2 separate regions of the Sus scrofa genome follow, and region 2 is linked to region 1. The links are chromatin contacts, called in public HiChIP or PLAC-seq maps. All regions are on one chromosome and are shown on one strand. The core of a region is the stretch at or near the end of the contact, and the rest is flanking DNA. Distances in the headings are between cores, read along the strand shown. Region 1 overlaps NSD2 (histone-lysine N-methyltransferase NSD2). Region 2 overlaps FAM193A (protein FAM193A).

What was found. HiChIP or PLAC-seq counts read pairs in DNA pulled down with a chosen protein or histone mark.
Region 2: an H3K27ac HiChIP or PLAC-seq map of alveolar macrophages shows a contact between it and region 1. The contact joins two enhancer-like sites. A contact is called at or near these places in 1 of 5 promoter capture datasets (fetal liver) and 1 of 2 datasets of contacts at active chromatin or transcription factors (alveolar macrophages).

The regions. Positions count from the first base shown.
Region 1 is chr8:946,761-949,502 of Sscrofa11.1, forward strand. All of the region lies in intron 1 of NSD2 (histone-lysine N-methyltransferase NSD2), which reads left to right. Among named protein-coding and RNA genes, the nearest start is that of NSD2, 9.3 kb to the left of the region's middle. Within about 2 kb of position 1,376, at least 31 of the 83 cell types and tissues checked have an H3K27ac peak or open chromatin away from gene starts, as enhancers often do. A contact at or near this core is called in alveolar macrophages, where this site is marked.
Region 2 is chr8:1,427,179-1,429,920 of Sscrofa11.1, forward strand. All of the region lies in intron 1 of FAM193A (protein FAM193A), which reads left to right. Among named protein-coding and RNA genes, the nearest start is that of FAM193A, 40 kb to the left of the region's middle. Within about 2 kb of position 1,428, at least 2 of the 83 cell types and tissues checked have an H3K27ac peak or open chromatin away from gene starts, as enhancers often do. A contact at or near this core is called in alveolar macrophages, where this site is marked.

The sequences.
Region 1 (2,742 bases), core at 126-2,625:
CACCGGACGGGCCGGCCCATCAGCGACGTGACTGGACGCTGCTGCCGATGGTGGAGACAGTTAGAAGTTGGGACACCAATTCGATTTGTCATTAAGGAATGCTTCTTACTCTTTTTTAGCTGACGTAGTGGTTTGGTTTCGTTTAAAAATGGGTTTTTTTTCTTGGTCTTTTTGCTATTTCTTGGGCCGCTCCCGCGGCATATGGAGGTTCCCAGGCGAGGGGTCGAATCGGAGCTATCGCCCCTGGCCCAAGCCAGAGCCACAGCCACGCAGGATCCAAGCCGTGTCTGCGACTTACATCACAGCTCACGGCAACGCCGGATCCTTAACCCACTGAGCAAGGGCAGGGATCGAACCTGCACCCTCATGGTTCCTAGTCGGATTCGTTAACCACTGAGCCACAACGGGAACTTCTCGTTTAAAAATGTATACCTTCTAGCTATCCGGCATCGCCCTGAGCTGTGGTATAGGTTGCAGACGTGGCTCGGATCCCACGTGGCTGTGGCTCTGGTGTAGGCCAGAGGCTATAGCTCCGATTCGACCCCTAGCCTGGGAACCTACATGTGCCAGGGGAGCGGCCCTAAAAACAAACAAACAAACAAAAGAATTTATACCTGATAGAAATGCGTATAGACTTGGTCAGAGAGGTGCCTCACCACCTGGGACTTGCCTCCCACTCGAGAGTGGTGAGGGAGGGGCACGGGTGTGGCTGGATCAGGCCCAGCCTGGGTGGTGGTGCTGCGGAGACAGGGCACAAGGAGGAGAGCCGGCCTTGAAGGCAGACTGGGCGCGTCTGGTAGATGTGCGGGGTGTCCCTGTCTGGGGGTGGGTGTCTGGGACGCTGTCCCGGCGGGATGGACGCTGGAGCAGAAGGCGGACGGGGCTCGGTAGAGGGTGGCATGGGCATCTGGAGGGACCAGCCTGTGTGGGCACCCGTGATGGGACCGCAGAGGGCTGCTGTGGCGGGAGCCCGGCTGAGGGATCTGTTTGTGAAAACAAGGGCCAGGTCCTTTTCATCCCGGAGGGCTTTCAGCGGGGGCAGGCGCGGTCTGTGGGCTTTGGGAAGCCCCTGTCTCGGCGTCGGCTCTAGGTGGTGATGGGAGCATCGGGGAGAAGGAGGAACTGCTCTTGGGCTTGGAGTCTCTCTGGCTGTCCTGGCTGTGGGTCCGTGTGGGACCGAACGGCCCCGCCCCCTTGACGTTGGGGCGGCCACGTGATTTGCTTTGGACAGTGAGCAGTGACGTGTTGCTTTTGACTGGAAGCTTTGAGAGACGTGTGCTTTATCACGTCCCCTTTTCTGTCTCACGGAAGTGCACAGATATGTACTGTGAGCCAGGATGGCACCGGGTCTGGTGGCTCTCAAAGTCCGGTGTCCAGACTGGCAGCATCCGTCACCTGGGAACACCCTAGCAGTGCACCTGCCAGCCCTGCTGGGTCTTAGCTCTGGGCTGGGGCCCAGCCATCTGCTCCGAAGAGCCCTGCCCAGGGTCCTGGTGTCTGCCCTCCTGCTGCCCCAGGTCTGCTGGAGCCTGGGGTGTGGTCCTGGCTGAGCTGGTGGCTGAGGACAGGAGGGCAGGGCTGGCGAGCTGGGAAGGGCTCTGCTGGGAAACTGCAAAGGGGGAGGCCGCAGTGATGGCCCCTGTGCTTTTTGTCAGACAAAATCAGACAGGTGGGCACGCCATCCTCTGTCCAGACGGTATATATTTTGTAAGCATTTGCACTTTCTTGAGTTTCAGGGTTCAGAAACTGGGAAAAGCCTGTAAAGGAATTTTTAAAATTTCATTGACTCCTTCACTCAAATAGTGCTTTTCTCAGCGAAGCCCACCTTGACCGTCCACTTGTAATTGTGCGTCTGTGCTCTCTGGCCCCTTGTTTGCTGTCAACCCCTCGAGGACAGTTCAGCACGGGGCCCCTCCTGGCCACGTCCGAGAGCGGGCGTGGGGGCTGCGCGGCCTGAACGTGGCTGGGCACGGAGTGGTGCTGAGGCCCTGCTTCTCCTGGGTTGGAGCTCTTCTCTTGGGTGGAGTCGGACTTCAGGCAACTTCCTCTTCCTCGGCCCTGCCGGGCGCAGGGAGGGGTCACACCGAGAGTGTCCGCTTTTCCTCCCTTTTCTTCTGCAGCTGAAATCGCCTACTTGCTTTGTAGAAGATGAGTTGCTTTTATGTAGCATGTTGACAGTTTATTGGGTTCTTGTCTGTTGCGTCTGAAGTCTGTATTTAAAACGTTTATTTCTTTAAAATTCAGCGGCTTATAACTTCTTCGAAAAAAACATTGGTGGTTCTTGTTTGTCCAGTGTCTGCCACGGAGGCCAGGCCTGTGCGCGTTTCTCAGACCCCAGGCTGCTCTGGCTGCTTTAGGGACCGTTGTGAGTTCGATCCCGTCTGTAGAGGGCGCACACCCCATAGGTGGTTACCCGCTCAGCTTCCTTGGGAGGGGACCCTGTTCATTTTCGTTGGTCGATAAACTTCTGAGGTAGAAGACGTGTGTGTCTAGGTGGCGCATTAGAAATGGAGTGAGTGTTGATGGGCCCCTGCCCTGACTTACACGTCTGCCTCTGGAGACTCCAGGGTGACTCGGGGGAGCTGGGCACCGCAGCGTGTGAAGGGCCCACACTGCGTGTCGGGGGGCCGGGTCCTGTTCTTGACTGTGCCCTCTTTGGGGTTGCCCTTGTCTCCTGGGAGCCATCACAGCTTCTTTTCTCTGCTAGTGGCCAGAGGTCTCGGAGCTGGTACTTCATCTGGT
Region 2 (2,742 bases), core at 178-2,677, 480 kb after region 1:
CTATGCTCAGGAGTGGGACTGTTGGATCCCAGTGGTAGTTCTGCATTTAGTTTCTGAGGTGCTTCCATACGGTTCTGCACAGTGGCTGTACCAGTTTCCATTCCCGCCAGCTGTGCAGGAGGGTTCCCGCTTCTCCACACCCCCTCCAGCATGTGTTATTTGTAGACTCACTAATGATGGCCGTTCTGACTGGTGTGAGTGAAGCCTACTTTTGAAAGCCCCAAAGAGAAACCGAAGCCCTGGCAGGAAAGAAAGGGGCAGGTTTTTGAGTTAGTGTTTTCATTTTCTTCAAATAAATACCCAGGAGTGGGATTGCTGGTCACACTTAGCCTCTGCTCCCTTGAGAGCTGCCAGGGAGGGAGGGAGAGTGCCTGCGGGGCAGGGAGCCCTGGCTGGGAGAGGCCCCGGTGCTGTCTTTCTCAGGGTTCTCAGAACCCCCAGAGGGTCTGGTGCCCGGAGGCTGTGGAAGAGAGAGTCTCGAGGAGACGGTGAGCCCCTGTCCCTCCGTCCACTGGCTGGAGTCCGGCATGATGCTGGGGCGCTGGCGGGCAGGAGCCCTGCGGCAAGAGGGGTGCAGAGTGAGCATGGGCCTGACCTTCAGCACGGGGGCACCACGGGCCCCGAGACATGCATTCAGGTGGGAATTATACTCCACAGGCTGAAGACCAGGGTCAGAAAGAGTCTGGAATAGCTCGCTAGTAGTTTACATTGGTTACCTTTGGTTGGGTAATATTGTGGGTACCTTGAGTTAAATAAAATAATATTAATAAGAATTCTCCTGTGGGTTTTTTTTGGGGGGATATTTAATAGACCTTATTTTTTTTATTTTTTTGTCCTTTTTGTCTTTTTAGGGCTGAACCACGGGAAATGGAAGTTCCCAGTCTAGGGGTCGAATTGGAGCTGAAGCTGCCGGCCTACACCACAGCCACAGCAATGCCAGATCTGAGCCGTGTCTGGGACCTACACCACAGCTCACGGAAACGCCAGATCCCCGACCCACTAAGTGAGGCCAGGGCTCGAACCCGCATCCTCATGGATACTGGTCGGATTTGTTTCCACTGAGCCATGGCAGGAACTCCTTTGCTTGTTTGTTTATTGTCTTTTCAGGGCCGTACCCCTGGCTTATGTAGTTTCCCAGGCGAGGGGTCAGATCAGAGCTCTAGCTGACCACCTACACCACAGCCACAGCAACGCCGGATCCTTAACCCACAGAGCGAGACCAGGGACCGAACCTGCATCCTCATGGATACTAGTCAGATTCGTTTCTGCTGAGTCACAACAGGAACTCCCTATTTTTTTTTTTTTTTTTTAATGGCAGTTTTAGGTTCCCAGAGAAATAGAGCAGGAAGTGTAGAAGGTTCCCTTGCAGCCTTACACATGCACAGCCTCCCACGTTGTCAGCCTCCCCGTGGCTTGTCACTGTCATCGCTCAAATTCGTAATTTCCGTCGGGGTTCACTCTTCGTGTTATGCATTCTGTGGGTTTGGGCGAGTAGGTCATGCCGTGTCCATCATTACCGTGTCACTCTGAGTTGTGTCACTGCCCTTAAAATCCTCTGTGCTCTGCCCATGCACCCTCCCTACCCCAGCCCCGGCAACCCCAGATCTTCTTGCTGTCTCTGTGGTTTGCCTTTTCTCGAGGGTCATGTATAAGAATCAGCCCTACAGTATGTGGCCTTTTCACGCAGTAGCAGTAACGTGCATTAAACGTTGCTTTGTTTCTGTTGACTAGAGGGGCCACGGTTTATCCATTCACCTTCCGAAGGAGAGTTTGGCTTCCAAGTTCTGACAACTATGAGTAATATTGTTACAAACATCTGTATGCAGGCTTTTTTCTGTTTTTCCTTTTCTCGTTGTAGGGCCACACCTGTGGTTTATGGAAGTTCCTGGAGCTAGGGGTCAAACCTGAGCTGCGGCTGCCAGCCTGCACCACAGCCACAGCAGTGCCAAATCTTAGCCACATCTGCAGCCTACACCATAGCTCACGGCAGCACCAGATTCTTAACCCACTGAGCAAGGCCAGGGGTATATCCATATCCTTGGTTCGACTGGGCGTGGGTGGATAGAAGGCGCCTCTGCTCGTGTGAGCAGAGCCATGCTGCTGACGTGGGGCTCACAGCTCTGTGAATGGCTGCCTTGGAATTGCATCCAGTTTTCAAATGCAGCAGGTCCATGTGGGATCTCTGCCTAGAAGCCTTTCCCAGCCTCTCCCCTCTGATGATTTCTGGAGATTGCTATAAAGACTGTTAAATCCGGAGCTCCTGGCCTAGCGCAGCAGGAACGAATCTGATTAGCATCCATGAGGACATAGGTTTGCTCCCTGGCCTCGCTCAGTGGGTTAAGGATCCAGAGCTGCTGTGAGCTGTGGTATAGGTCACAGATGCGGCTCGGATCTGGCGTTGCTGTGACCGTGGTGTGGGCCAGAGGCTACAGCTCCAATTCAACCCCAGCCTGGGAACCTCCATATACCACAGGTGCAGCCCTAAATAAATAAGTAAAAAATAGATAAAGACTGATAAATCCTACACAGAATGACCAGTTACTGCGATTGTCAGATATCTTCAGGTTTATAAGGGGATGCACACTGAGAGGTTAGTCGAATTCTGATAACAGTTTTTCACTTGACTGCGTTAGTCCTAGTTTAAAGAGTGGTGAAAAGAAATGTAAGAAATACGTATTTCCAGAACTGCGAGTCTTTTAACTATGTGATATGCTGCTATTAATAAATTCCAGGTACGTTTCT